Regions from separate parts of the Mus musculus genome. Here all the other regions are linked to region 3. A link is a contact called in public HiChIP or PLAC-seq and promoter capture Hi-C data. All regions are on one chromosome and are shown on one strand. The core of a region is the stretch at or near the end of the contact, and the rest is flanking DNA. Distances in the headings are between cores, read along the strand shown. Region 1 overlaps Gm11418 (predicted gene 11418). Region 2 has its middle 150 kb from the start of Gm42084. Region 3 holds the start of Tmem98 (transmembrane protein 98). Region 4 has its middle 61 kb from the start of 1700071K01Rik. Region 5 has its middle 120 kb from the start of 1700071K01Rik.

Region 1 (2,700 bases), core at 92-2,591, 780 kb before region 3:
GAGTTAGGCAAATGAAATTGAATTTGTGTTGTGTAATTACATTATTGGTGGAGGTGGGGGACACTGCAAAGACTTGGGGCTCTGGGATGCAGATTTGCACTGCACTAGTGGGGATTCCATTGTGGGGAATTCATTTCAGAAATCCTGACGCATCTATGATCAGAGGCACCAAGCTGCTTTGTAGATCCCCCCACATCCTCCTGCACAAAGCTCTCCCTGTATCTTCCCAGCTCAGTGGGACCAGCTGCCTGGATGCCTTCCCTCCCTGACTCGCATCTCCTCTACCACCCTGGACTCTCATGCCTCAATAGCTAGACATCCCGTGCTCTGCAGAAAGACCCCCATCACAGTCCTGAGTTTAAATCATAGCACACCCAGAGGGAAACCAATTCCATTCTGTGATAAGGTCTCCAAGGAAAAGTCAGAAAGATAAATAACTGGGAGGGAGAAAAGATGTCCCAACAGCACATTACCTGTGAGAGGGAGGGGGCTGTCCTCCTACTGTGCCTTTCTTTTGCTTTTAAACAGGGTCACAGGGGCCCACCCTTAAAACAGAAGCCCAAGGGAGAGGGTGAGCCCCAAAGCAGAGTGATTTGACACAAAGTCTTTATCTCAGTCAGGTCCAGCAGAGGCCTCTGGGCTATCAGTCACATTGAATATATTCACAGTACCTGGAGACAGGTCCATCTTTGGAGTTGGGATCATGTTACACATGGACTTTGAGTTGCATCTTCAAGTTGAGGGACAATAGCAGGAATCTAGCAGAGCCAGGCTGTGAGCCAGCAGGCACAAAGCCTGCAGAAGAAGGGACTAGATGGCAAATAGGCAATGCAGATCTAGGAGCACCCAGACAGGGCACACATGAACCCACACAGTGCCCCATATCAACCTCTGTCACAACACATCGCTTGCCACATCCTAATTTTCTCTTTATTTATTGTCTCCCTCAGTTGCCTGTAGGCCCACAGTGAGCAAACACTGCCAGCAAAATCATGCCTGAGAAGATGCCAGCCAGGAAGTGAACAGAACTTCACTCATTCATCTTGGTTCATTGGATAAGAAGACATTAAATTGGCATGGTACAAATTAACATGAGGGGGAAAAAAAACTTCTCAATGATGTGTGCAAATATGTCAGTCCTGCAAAATATGGAGAAAGGCCCCGAGGGCGTGTGCAGTATCTGGTAGATCACTATTGTAGGTGGAAAGGAATGAGGGCCTAGGCTTCTTAGGGGAAGGTAGTATTAATCCAAGTTATGAGTGGTGTGGAGAGGAAATGTCTACTGTGTATAGGCTGCCTGTTGTGCAAATTAGGTTTTCAGCTGTCCAGTTGCCCTCTGAGGAACAGGTCTGGCTCCCTCTAGTGTTAACCTTCAGTTTCTGGTTGATAAGAGTCTTAGGGAACAGATTCATCACAAGTGAATTCCCCCAGAAGGATCTGTCTCTGGCCAGATAGAAGGAGCTCTAAGAAAACCTTCACCTGCATCCGGAGGCTCCCCAGATTCCTCAGCTCAGAGTCACCAGCACATTACCGTGTCACATTTGGGGGTGGCATTTTCCAAACTCCTTCATGTCCCATACATATTTGCTAATGACTGGGCAAATAGGAACAGGGGTTGGCAGACCTACAGAATCCTGATGCACACTTTATCTTGAAGAAGGAGGCTTTGTTAGAATGGAGAAAGCTTACACTGAAAGTTCCTAGACATCTAGCATTTTAAAACAAATTGGGCTTCAGCTATAGTATATTTTAGTGCATGCTTCCACAGTACCCATGACGTGCTGGGTTTCATTTCCAGCACCCCACAACCCCAGTGTGGCAAAGTATGCTTGTAATCCCAGCACTCAGGGAAGGCTGACAGAAGAGTTGGAGTTCAAGGTCACCCTCTGCTACATAGTGAATTTGAAGGCATCTTGTGCTAAATGAGTTCTTCTCTCCAAGCAAACAATAAACACACAAATCCCCAAATTAAACCATTCATGAACATTTCAGCTCACTTGATGATTGGTTTATTAGCAGACCCTAAAGGCATGTTGCTTGTCCTGGAGGTCCCCGCATACAGTTGTGAGAGTCTGCACTTCATCTACAAGGCCGAGAAATCTGAATCTAAATTCTTTAGGAAATTTAGCACACTGTTTCTGAGCCATCTCTCCCAGCTGCAGTTTCTTCATTAATAAGATAGAGTTCCATCTCTTGATGACTCTCAACAACTGTGGAGTTAGATGCCTGTTTATGAGTATAAAATTCCTTATAGGCTTGCCTGTGGAGTTCGCGCTGGTGTTCATGATTTGAGAGAATACACAATGACAAAAAACTCCCAGGAGACTCCATGATTCTTTTAAATAAATTTGCATTTAGGAATCAGAGCGATTTTTCGATTAGTAGCAGGCAGGCAAGCAGGGGAGATAGAATATTATTTAGTTATTTTGACAAAAATTGTGTGAGCCCTGGAAGATGCTCACAGCCCAGATGTCCCTGGGCCTCCTTCCTGCCCTGAGGTCCTCTGTAGTAGGCCCAGGAGTAAGTCCCACCTTTTCTAATAATTCTGACCACTAACGTATAACTTCCCAATTAAATTTCACTCATTTAATCCTGATGAAACCCAGTGTCTAGGCCTAAGGTTGATCCAGGTCTCCCTACTGAATTAGTGGAGCAGGATTCCAGGTTTTTTGTCTGAGGACTTTTCAGCTGAAGCATTCT
Region 2 (2,700 bases), core at 113-2,612, 600 kb before region 3:
TCTTCTCTGTTGCATTTGAATGTTTTCTCCAGATTTCCTTATTTCTTCTCAGACTCAGTGGTGTGCATTTCAACCCAAGTCCCCTGTGTCTTCCTGAATAACTGCACTGGCCCGTGCAAGAAGCAAAGGCACGGGGTTCTGCAAACCGTAGCAGACCAGATGATGAGGACAGTGGGAGGGTCCCTGGGCTTCTGCTTTCTGTTTCTGTTTACTCTTTCCTTTCTGCTGTTGACCCTTCCAGAAAATTTTTCATCTTATTGAGGACCCTCAGCAAATGAGAAGCGGCCTTGTCTTGTCACTGGGGAGAGGGAATTTTACAAATGATGCATTGTACACAAAGAAACACAGCTTAGAAAGTGTCTTCTAGAGCTAGCGATTCTGGGTCAGACCAAAGCATCTCTTGAATTGATCTTTAAAACTTAAGTGGGTAAAGCCAGGCACACAGGGGTGAATGAGATGGGTGTAGACTTAGGACTTCAGGGTAAAGACAGAGTTGGTCTATCAACTATGATACATATGTGCAAATACCTGCACTGTAATGACAGTAGTCATGGGTGGAGACATACAAGAATTCTTAGCATTCATAGGTAAGACCAGCATCTCAACAATCATGACTGTTCAACTAGTCAGTAGCACGGTGTTGAATGTCACATGACCCAGGAAGCCTATAGACCTGATCTCTGATATTGTAGACTTCTCAGAAGCGTGCACATCATTGATATAGAACACCATAGCAGGAACACACTGAGGTCTTTGGGAAGGCTGGTGTGTGTCATTGGGATTCTACTGTGTATTCATTGCGACGCTAGACAGATGTTTAGCTTATGAGCTTCAGCTTCCTCAATGTTAAGATGAGAATAACAGCCTGACTTACTATGCGACTTAGTCCTTCTTCTGACCTCCTCATTACGTTCACTTGTCCCCTCACCTTGAGCATATTTGCCAGAGCATGGATAAATGACTTGCTGGAGAACTCTTATCTGGTTCTTTCTAGAAGAGTCTCATGACATTCTTTGCACAGAACACACTCCGTGTGTGTGTGTGTGTGTGTGTGTGTATCATGTTCAGAATAAACATAATTCATTTTAAGAAGTATGTGTTTCAGAATAAACCTAATTCATTTTAAGAAGTGTGTGCTTGTATGTGTGTGTGTGTTTCAGAGTAAACCTAATTTATTTTAAGACATGCAAAGCACAAGCAGAGAGGTCAAGGTCATGTGTCTTTGCCAATCGTTTCTCCATCTTAGATGTATCTGTGTTCTTTTGAGACACTCTTTCCCGCTGACCCTGAAGCTCATCAGTTGGACTATGCCAGCTAGTGAGAAAATCCCAAGATGCCTCCTGTACCCACCTCCCAGAGCCGGGGATGCAGGCGTATGCTAGTGTGTCCCACTTTTTACTTGTGTTCTGCGGTGGAGGTCACGTCCTCCTGCTCTCACTGCAAGCACTTTACCTAGCAAGTCAGCCCCCCTCCCTTGAACATTTTTGGAACAGATTGCCACAATAGATTTTTCTCAAAACCCTGTTTTCTCTTATTCAAATAAAGCAATGCTAATTTTCCTTATTGGAAATTTCCTGGCAAGTTTATTTAATCAGCTCATGAGTGCTTCAGGTCCTTATGTGGTTGCAGAGTAACAGTCCCCTTAGTCACTTCCTCTGTTGGCTGGGAACTAACTTGGTCTCCAAGGTGACGTACCTCACACTGATCTTGGTGGACGTCAACATCATGTGGCTGGCATGCCTGCCATCGATCAGTTTTCCCCGAAGAGCCTCTGTGACAAACTGGTTGAAGTGTTATTTTTAGCAAATTGATGACTCTTCTCCTTGTACACATGTCTATTTGTCTGTCTGTAGTACAGCTAACCCTGGTCCAAGAAAGCTTTCTCTATCTTGCTCAGTCAGCTCCATCCATCTTAGGAGTTTCATGGTGAAGCAAATGGTCTAAAATCTTTGGTGATTGGGGGGTGGGCGGGGGGAAGGTAAGTTAGTGCTAGGATTTTCAATCGTGGTATTTTGAGCCTTTAAATCATTTGTAGTCAGCATCCTGAGGTGAAATTGTCTTGAATAGTTCATTCTTCCAGGTGTTGTCTTAGGCTTCCTTGCCCCTGCTTACACTGTTTACTCTGTCAAAACTGCTATTCTTCATTTGTTTATTTACCCAGGAATATTTCTTCCATACTTATCTGAAGGCAGGCGCCATGCTGTATGCTAGGAACTCTATAACAGACAAAACCAGATAATGTCTCTTAAGTGTTGTCTTCAGAACAATGGGAACCCCTTTAGTAGGGCAGTGGATACTGTCAAACGATTAGATGGAGATCATTCTTGCTGCCAAGAATAGACTGGCAATGGGGGTTGAAATGTGGAGATTCCTGCTTCTGAACATATACAGGAGAGACTGGTATGACATAGCCACCCAGGACAGATAAAGGACTCAAAACAAGGTGGGCAGTGATAGCATAGCACTTGGGAGGCAGAGGCAGGTGGATTTCTGAGTTCGAGGACAGCCTGGTCTACAGAGTGAGTTCCCGGACAGCCAGGGCTACACAGAGAAATCCTGTCTCTAAAAACCATAGATAGATAGATAGATAGATAGATAGATAGATAGATAGATAGATAGATAGATAGATAGATAGATAAAGGGAGGGGAACCTCAAAACCTCACAGATACAGGGTGATGGCAAACATGAGGTTAATGTCA
Region 3 (2,700 bases), core at 4-2,503:
TTGAAAAAGTTTCCTCCCCTCCCTGGGTTTAGTTTCTTTACCTACAGAAAGGAGTGCTATGCCTCAGCAGTCTGTAGGACCCCAGGCTGGCTCGCCACAGTACTTAGTCTATGTGTGATGTTTATGTCTCCCAGAATTCAAACTCTCTTGATGGTCACTCGGGGAGCACAGATTGACCATCTGCTTACAGCAAACACTGAATTCTGAAGACTAGAGACAGAAGACACAGATCCCCCTCCCCCATGACAATGAACTGGTGGGGAAGAAGGATGCAGCTGTGTAGGTGGGCTATGTGCAGGCTTGGGTAATAAAGAGACTGCAATTTGCATGGCACTTTCTAGAAAAGCCTCCTTCGCAAACCTGGGGATAATTGAGCTGAATTTTGAGGAACGGGTAAACAGGGTGGGGACTTTACTGGCTTAAGTTGCCAAGGAAGCCTCCTCAGCAGTCTGCAAACGCTGCTCTCTCACAGAGTTTTTTGGTTTTTATTTTGTTTTGTTTTGTTTTGTTTTGATCTTATACTCTGTTGGGAAAGCAGGAAGGGGAGGGAACAGGTTTGCCTTAGTTTCTCTAGACACTCTGTGCTGTCCTTCTCTGTCTAGCAATGTTAACCGTTTTCTTTCCTCCTTATTTTTATGTCTTCCTCTCTAGATGTTTTCCTCCAATGTATCCCTTCTCCAGGCTCCCCACATATTCCCTTCCACGCCCCTATTTCTCCAAGCTCCACCACCATCCCGCAAGAGAGTGCCGCTTTCCTCTTCTCTCTTTTTCAGTACTTTCTTTGAGGTCTTTGCTTTCTTGAACTTTCCCTCAGCCGCCTTCTGCGATCCCTCGGTGTGGGCGTTCCTTTGTGCGCTTTTCTTTCTTTGTGTGTTCTCTGTATCTCCGTGACTTTTCCTCTCTCCCTGCATCTCTCTTTCTCGTTCCATCTCCCTCTTAGCTTTCCCCTCCATTTGATTTTAAACCCATCAAGATCCAACTCTCTCCCTTCTTTGGCCCGCCTGCCGCCCCCAGGGAAGGCTGGTACGCGCGCTCAACTTTGGTCCCCAACTTGCGCGCTGCTCCGTTTCCGCAGGGCAGAACAAAGCAGTGTCCCAGCAGCCCACAGAGAGCCTTCCCGCCACCCGCCACCCGCCACCCGCCCCGCGTGCTCACCCACCTCAATTGCAGCTCCGGGGTACGCCGGCTCCCCGCGATCCCCCCCCAAGGCCAAGTCCGAGTGCTGCCCGCAGCGGCCAGCAGCAGGGCATGCCGGGAGGGCGGGCGGGCCGACGACCCAGATCCACCCCCGGCGGGGCGGCCCAGCCAGCGCACCCAAATCCCCCGCTGCCAGGCGCCGCCGTCCCCGCCAGGCCCCTGGCCGCCTGGGGATTGGCGTCCCGGGAGGCCAGGGCAGCTGGGAGACAGTCACTGACGATCGGAGGACCCCTCCACGTGCACCCACGGAAGCCAGGGCAGGATGCATCCACACCCACTGCCCTCCAGCTGGACAGCCTGGGGTGGGGGGTAGGAGCTCCCACAGTTTACACAGTGCTGGGTCGCTGCCCTAGCTGCTGTGTGCAGATTGATTGTAAGGACTCAATAGCTGTGAGCGATTTGACCTCACTTCTCTGTGCCTTGCCGCCCTCCTCTGTAATGACCCTGGAAACTGGTGTCAGGGTCAGTGACACACTGCACACATTTTGGGGCAAGAGCCTGGCCCAGGGCTAAAAGTGAACCAGTAGCCTAACTTAAAGAGTCTTGCTAAACACTGCCTAGCCAGGACCCTGGCAGGCAGTCGTGCGTTCTAAAAATCCTACTGCAGAGAGAACATACCTCACGGGTCAGGACGCAGTCCAGGCTGTTGACAGTCACCAATAGGCTGCTTTCGGGCCTAAAGATGCCAGCTGATAGCAGCAGTTTAGGATTCCAGGCCCCCCCTCCCCCCCCCCCCCCCCCCCCGCAAAGGCTTACGGAGCAGACTATTCTGGGTAAGGATCCCAAAGTCTATAAAGACCATGTTTTACAATGAGAAGTGAGTGGGCTTTGGATGGTTAGTTATATCCTGATCTGCCCTGAGGAAAAGGCAGAGCCTGCATAGGCCGAGTAAAACGTGGGTGGCCTGTCCAGATCTAAAACAACCCCACTTGCAAGGACCTAAGATGACAAGAACCAAAGGATGCAGGTGATTTCTCCATCAACTCGATGCAGTATCTGCAAACCAGAGCCTATAGTCTCCTCCAGACCCCAGTCTTTTTGTTTAGTTTGGTGTGTTTGTTTGTGCTCCTTTTTTGCCCTGCTAGAGGTTGGATGCAGGACTTCTTGCATGTGATACAAGTGTTCTACCCAATGCAAGGGATGTCACCTCCAGACAAGCAGTCCTAGGTTGTATAAGGAAGCAGGTTGAGCATCCCATGAGGAGCAAGCCAGTAAGCTACACTCCTCTGAGGTCTGTGCTTCAGTTCCTGCCTCCAGGTTCCTGCTGAGTTCCTTCCCTGACTTCCTTTCAGGACTGAAGCCTGTAAGGTGAGATGAATCCTTTGTTCCTCAAGTTGCTTTTGGCAATGGTATTCACAGCAATAGAAACCTACCGAGTGCAAGAGGACACTGAATGTCAACATCCAGTCTTCGTATGCACCGCACAGCCTAGTGGTAGAGTGAACCCAACATGCACAAGCCATGTTTGATCCCCAGCACTTGGGAGGGGGAGGAGGAGGGGTA
Region 4 (2,700 bases), core at 91-2,590, 700 kb before region 3:
CTGAAGCAGAACACAGGATTTAGAAAGCCTTTTTTTTCCCCCCTGACTCAAAGCAGGGGAAGAGGCTAGAGAACTTTTCATCTCATTCAATCCTCTGGCTTCCCCCTCTCCAGGAATAATAATAGCAAGGGTCTCATTCACTAAATAAAGCTTAAGGCCTGAAGTCTTTTGCAGTCTAACACCTTCATTCTATACTTGCTGAGCCCCCTGGAACCAAAGGTATTATTTTCCTTTTTCCACTCCAGAAAGGCCACCAAGATAAACCCTTGCCAAGGATATCTGACTAGGAACTGGCAGGGTTGGGATTTAGTTCTTACTTTTAGAGTTTCGGTGTTTGCAGGGCTAGGTATGAAACATGGGTCTTCATATACACCAAGACAGTCACCACGGAGCCCTATCACAAGGCTCCATTCCCAGCCTCTTAGACACCAGCTTCTGACCGCCTTCAGCCTTATCAGTCTATGTTCTAGCTCCCAGCATGTGGTCTTACTCTTCCTAGTCACTGCACGGCATCACTGGAGGCATGCATGGGAGAATTTATGAAGTCATATGTCCTTTCTCCATGGATGGCATTTCCCCTGGCTGCCAAGGGGGCAGTCTCCCTGAGGGCAGGGAGAAGATTCACCAGCCATCAGCATCACACCTTGAATTAGCCCCAGAGCTGACAGATGACTGGCCCCAGATCTCTCTACATGTGTCAGCAAGAAAGGAAGTAGCAGAAAGAAACTTTCAAGCTGTGGTTGACAACATGAGCTCTGGATCTGGGTTGTTCTGGGATCTACTCTACCTCATATGCCCAATTTCATACCAGACAGGAGCCTTTCTGAACCTGCTCACTCCACTGTAAGCTAGAGGAAAGGAGAGGAGCTACCCAAGGGGCTACTAGGAGCTTGACACCCCACCATGACATGACTGCTCCTCAGTGTGTTCACTATGGCTAATGAAACTGTACAGGAGTTTAAAGTGGACCCCAGAGTACTAGACTCTGCTTACATTGCCCAGCCAGCACTCCCAGAAAGACTCCAGCAGGACCACACATCCCTTTCTTCTTTCTTGCCTCACATCAGACCCTGAGAGCATCCTCTGCCTTCCTCCACATTTTTTACTTTCTGATCCTGTTGTTTTAAGACCTAAATACTAGATAGACCCACTACCCCATATTCCAGTTCCTGCTGGAAGCCAGTTGGACCTAGGGTAACAGGAACGTTGGTTGGCAGCTTCCTCATTTCCCAGATGGACAAGCAGATGAGGCCCTTCTATTATGGGATGAGTTAATGAGTCCTGCGCATGCACAACACATATGCACACGTGTGCGTGCACACTGTTCTGGGAATTCTGCCACGCCCTGCCAGAATGATGTGTCCCCATCTGCCTCACAATACCACCGTTCCCAGAACGGTCTGTGCAGGAGAACGGAGGCTGTATCTTCGGACCCACTCTTTTGCCATGCCCCTTTTATTTTTCTAATTCCTGACACGAAGCAGCCCTTTGCAAGAAGGAGCAGAACCAGACCCCAAATATGGACGTGACTATAACTGAAGCATATGGTTTATACTTTCATCTTCCCCTCTGCAGTAGCCTGTGGCTCCTGGAGTCCTAGTTCCATCTTATACCAGTTTGGGCTCTAGAGGAAGGAAAGACAGATGCCTCCCACCCACAATTTCCATGCGAGCTGAGCTGGAAGACCCCTGAGGTTACAATACCACTCTACCCACCCCAGAGGTCTATATGGAGAATACATCTGCTGAAAAGTTACAAGACCTGCTTTTAGGGAACTCTTGGGGTGGGAATTTCACACTCTGCCTGATAATAAATGCTTTCCTTTCTGTTCTCAGTACAAAAAAAAAAAAAAAACTTTAAAATTTTTTTGAAATAATTATAGACTCACAAGAAGTTGCAAAAATTAACAGAGTAGTCCCATATACTTATCACTCAGCTTCTCGAATCATTTTACACAATGTGTTATATTATCAAGAGCAGGAAATTGACATCAGCACAATGCACTTAACTTAACCAATACAATTAACTTGATTATAGACTTTACTCAAATGTCACCCACTCTGTGTATGTGTGTGTGTGTGTGTGTGTGTGTGTGCATACACATGCTCGAAGTTCTATAAAATTTTTATTAGATCTAGAGGGTTTTTAAATTTTTGAGACACTTTCAGATTTATATACAGCTGTTAAAAAAAAAAAAGACAGATCCTGTATGTCTCATTCCCTCTTAGTAATGTCTTTCAAGGTTGTACTGTGACCAAGACATCCCTGCAGGAAGCACACATCACAGCACTGCAGGGGGAGACATTGCATCCCCACAGGAGGCACACACACCACCATCTCCCGGATCCCTGCTCTCTTTTTCAGTAGCTACACCTACGACCCTGCTGTCCACCAACTAGTCACGCAGACTGATTCCTACCGCTTAATTCACTATCTTGAAGCTGTTTAAACTGCACTAGTTGCTGTGCCTATTTTAGAATAATTTATCCTTATCTATAAAAATCTTTCTTGGGTTTTACTAGGAATTGCAGTAATCTCAAAGAAATCAATTAGAGTGAAAAACTGATATGCTTAATCCATCAATCTGTGAACATGGCTACATATCCCCATTTAGTAAGATGTTTGCTTCATTTTTATAAAAATATGTCATTGAAAACATACAGACTCAGTGCATATTTGGACTATAAACACTTCGGGTTT
Region 5 (2,700 bases), core at 41-2,540, 640 kb before region 3:
GTAGCGAAGAAAATTCAAGAGAAAAAAGGAGAGGAGGGAACCAGAGAGGAGGAAAGGGGAGGGAAGGGGAGGAGAGGGGAGGAGAGGAAAGGAAAGGAGAGGCAAGCGGAGACAAGAGGAGACAAGAGGTGAGGTGGGCATGGCATGTCTTTCCAGGTGCACCCCCAGTGACTCACTCCCTTCAACTAGCTAGGCACCGTCTCTACTTATCTATCACCATCTCTCAAAAGAGTACCACTAGATAGGGTCTAAGGCTGTGTAGAGACAAGTCCTAGCACCTCCTCTCTATAGAAGCTCCTATGAGAGAAACTCTTCACGAGAAGAACAAGTAGAGGTTTTGAAATCAGGCCATCTTGCTCTGCCTGATTAACCACTAGGTTCCCTCTGTGGCTATGGGCATTTCTGTCTTTGGCCACTTCCTCAGACACTGCCTTCAGCCTGCAGAGCCTGGCTTCCCTCCAGAAAACTGGAAGCTAGTGATCCAACAGGCTTCCTCCGCCTGGCCTGGCCACAGCGCTACATTTCCTAGAAACTCCTGTAACCAGGTAGGGTCTTGTGACCACATTCTTCTAGCTGAGAGATTTAAGCCGCTTTTAGATCTGGCTACAAAATAATGTCCCTATGGCCTTCCTTCCTTCTTGCTCCTGTCTGTCTACTGCCAGTGGACCTTTTAGCATCCCAGATTACTAAACAAACGGTCTTCTAGCCTCTCTTCCATCTTTAATAATGCCATATGGAGCTTATGTAATATGGGGTAATAATTTCTGCTGGGTTAAATGACTGAGTTCATCTTTTACAGCAGTTAGCTTTGTACTTTAATGGGGAACCCATGTGGAAAGGGCAGGGGGAGGATCTAGAATCCAATTCCATATTTTTCTTATTGGGCACAATCCCACAGAGAACTAAGGTCCTCCTCTGGGTTTAGACATATGCCTGGCCCCTCATCTGCTCTAATTTCTCTATACTTCTTTTCTTCCCTTTTCTTTGCCCTTTCTCCTAGAGTCCCCTCATCTGATCAGATTTGCCAATTTCCAGGCACAGGGAGGAAGTGGTGCCTGTGGTGACCTCCAGAGAGTGCCTCTCCTCAAGGCTGCCATTGGCTGTCTACTGTGTAGGCTCCTCTGCACCTGATTCTGCCTTTGTGTTAGGATCAGGGGTCTTCCATGCTCTGCTCAATCAGATGTGTCCTGGAGGCAGGGTCAGGCTCATCACCCTGGGGAGGGAGGAGTGGAGAGTGGCTGACAACTCCCTTCTGCTCCTAGATTCATGGGAAACCTCATATAAACACTCCCTACATCTCCACAGCCACCCGCTGCTAATGCTGCCTCCTCTCAGGCTCCAGGTGCACACTGACTGGGCCCCCTGTGGATATATGGTGTCCCTGTTGTCATGACAACCAGCCAGAGAGACTGATGGGCAAGTGTAACTTCATTGCTGCAGGGAGGGCAGAGAACAACAGGGCACACGGGGGGAGGGGGCATTTAGAAGTGTGGAAATACAGAAGCAGGAAGAAAGCTGTAGGGATTTCTACATGCTGTGTTCATACCGCCTGTCCTGTCTTTGGAGAGAGTATCTTTCTCTGCAAAGCCAAGACTCTGGCCTTCCTCTCTGAGCACTTCAAGGATTTAAGAGTGGGCTCTGGGAAGAAAGCATTGAGGAGAAACATAAGGCAGTAGTAAGTGAGTAGCATTTATCAGATGTTTCACAAATCCAGGGTTAGCCCTTACTGCTAGGGTGATGGCAGAATGTCAAAGGAATTCCACGAACAGGCAGAGGAACCAGCACTTGCAAAGGCACTGGCACAGAAGACACCATGTTGTGAGCAATGATAAGTGGGAAGAGGTGAGACAAAGAGAGGTCTCTGGGCAGGAGGTGAAGGTCACAGAGGGTCTTAGATTCTGAGTGCCTCTGGGACAACTCTCTCTGAAGTGAGCTATGGTTTGACTTGGCTATGAATTTTTGAGGTCCCCATGCAGAGATCAGATGGCATCAAAGTGGAAAAAATGGGATGCAGAGGTGCCAGAGAGGGATGCTGAAGCTGAGTGTGTGCTCAGTGTGTGAGTGTGTGCTGAGTGTGTGCTGAGTGTGTGCTGAGTGTGGGCTGAGTGTGTGCTAGGAGGACCCCACTAGGAGAGAAGGAAATGAGAACAGAAAGCAGAGAGATCTTGGCATCTCAAAAAAATAGCAGACACTGGAAAGGATGGTTCTAGGCTGTCTTTGCTGGAAGTATAGTGTAGAAGAGAAAGGAAGCCATCAAGAAAACACCTCCATAGCATGGTCAAGCTTTCTGCATGGGCGGTAGGCTTCCCAGGGGCAGGATACCTATTTCTTCTTCTTGTGACTTATTTGAGATTCTGGGAAAAGTACTTGATTTGCAGCCACGTGGGCCCAGGATCTTCCTTGTGCTGCACACACCCAACTATGTGGCCAGCACAGCTACTCTGCACCTACTGGCTGTCATCCAGAGATGGGGGGTGCTTGTGCTAAGATCCGTGAGCTCTAGACCTTGTGACTTGAAGAACCACAGTGACCCGTTAATCTGGGAAATGCTGAGAGTAAGTCACCCTCACACCTGCTCTGAGATAGGCTAAACCCACCTCTCAGCAATGACCCCTCATCAGTCCCTTTTGTGTTCTTCCCCACTAGCTGTGGACCATGCATGCTTGGAGGAGGGGTGATGGAGGGTAACAACTCCAGAAT

What was found. Promoter capture Hi-C pulls out the DNA fragments that hold promoters and counts their contacts. HiChIP or PLAC-seq counts read pairs in DNA pulled down with a chosen protein or histone mark.
Region 1: a contact with region 3 is called in an H3K4me3 HiChIP or PLAC-seq map of neural tube, with 7 times the contacts expected there. The contact joins the enhancer-like site here to the promoter of Tmem98 in region 3. A contact is called at or near these places in 4 of 39 promoter capture datasets (the 3T3-L1 cell line, cranial neural crest and second pharyngeal arch cranial neural crest), 2 of 484 Hi-C or Micro-C datasets (cerebellum and nephron progenitors), 10 of 115 datasets of contacts at active chromatin or transcription factors (cardiomyocytes, embryonic basal ganglia, embryonic forebrain and 7 more) and 1 of 9 other capture datasets (embryonic stem cells).
Region 2: a contact with region 3 is called in a promoter capture Hi-C map of hippocampal neurons, with 5 times the contacts expected there. The contact joins the enhancer-like site here to the promoter of Tmem98 in region 3. A contact is called at or near these places in 4 of 39 promoter capture datasets (the 3T3-L1 cell line, the SN4741 cell line, hippocampal neurons and 1 more), 4 of 115 datasets of contacts at active chromatin or transcription factors (embryonic forebrain, embryonic stem cells, neural tube and 1 more) and 1 of 9 other capture datasets (embryonic stem cells).
Region 4: a promoter capture Hi-C map of hippocampal neurons shows a contact between it and region 3, with 6 times the contacts expected there. The contact joins the enhancer-like site here to the promoter of Tmem98 in region 3. A contact is called at or near these places in 1 of 39 promoter capture datasets (hippocampal neurons), 1 of 484 Hi-C or Micro-C datasets (cortical neurons), 8 of 115 datasets of contacts at active chromatin or transcription factors (cardiomyocytes, embryonic basal ganglia, embryonic forebrain and 5 more) and 1 of 9 other capture datasets (embryonic stem cells).
Region 5: an H3K4me3 HiChIP or PLAC-seq map of embryonic hindbrain shows a contact between it and region 3, with 7 times the contacts expected there. The contact joins the enhancer-like site here to the promoter of Tmem98 in region 3. A contact is called at or near these places in 8 of 39 promoter capture datasets (the HPC-7 cell line, the SN4741 cell line, embryonic stem cells and 4 more), 1 of 484 Hi-C or Micro-C datasets (cardiomyocytes), 8 of 115 datasets of contacts at active chromatin or transcription factors (embryonic forebrain, embryonic hindbrain, embryonic limb bud and 4 more) and 1 of 9 other capture datasets (embryonic stem cells).

Annotation. Positions count from the first base shown.
Region 1 is chr11:81,589,767-81,592,466 of GRCm38.p6, reverse strand. It overlaps Gm11418 (predicted gene 11418), which reads right to left. Exons shown (of 4, transcript NR_167971.1): 2 at 672-795. It also overlaps a transcript of Asic2 not described here. Among named protein-coding and RNA genes, the nearest start is that of Gm11418, 3.8 kb to the right of the region's middle. Within about 2 kb of position 1,341, at least 1 of the 459 cell types and tissues checked has an H3K27ac peak or open chromatin away from gene starts, as enhancers often do.
Region 2 is chr11:81,410,458-81,413,157 of GRCm38.p6, reverse strand. It overlaps a transcript of Asic2 not described here. Among named protein-coding and RNA genes, the nearest start is that of Gm42084, 150 kb to the right of the region's middle. Within about 2 kb of position 1,362, at least 20 of the 459 cell types and tissues checked have an H3K27ac peak or open chromatin away from gene starts, as enhancers often do. A contact at or near this core is called in the SN4741 cell line, hippocampal neurons and pancreatic cancer cells, where this site is marked.
Region 3 is chr11:80,808,919-80,811,618 of GRCm38.p6, reverse strand. Tmem98 (transmembrane protein 98) reads right to left here and starts at 1,253. Exons shown (of 7, transcript NM_029537.2): 1 at 1,160-1,253. Gm31228 (a long non-coding RNA gene) reads left to right here. Exons shown (of 6, transcript XR_001780272.2): 5 at 2,490-2,700.
Region 4 is chr11:81,511,226-81,513,925 of GRCm38.p6, reverse strand. It overlaps a transcript of Asic2 not described here. Among named protein-coding and RNA genes, the nearest start is that of 1700071K01Rik, 61 kb to the left of the region's middle. Within about 2 kb of position 1,340, at least 16 of the 459 cell types and tissues checked have an H3K27ac peak or open chromatin away from gene starts, as enhancers often do. A contact at or near this core is called in cortical neurons and hippocampal neurons, where this site is marked.
Region 5 is chr11:81,452,876-81,455,575 of GRCm38.p6, reverse strand. It overlaps a transcript of Asic2 not described here. Among named protein-coding and RNA genes, the nearest start is that of 1700071K01Rik, 120 kb to the left of the region's middle. Within about 2 kb of position 1,290, at least 26 of the 459 cell types and tissues checked have an H3K27ac peak or open chromatin away from gene starts, as enhancers often do.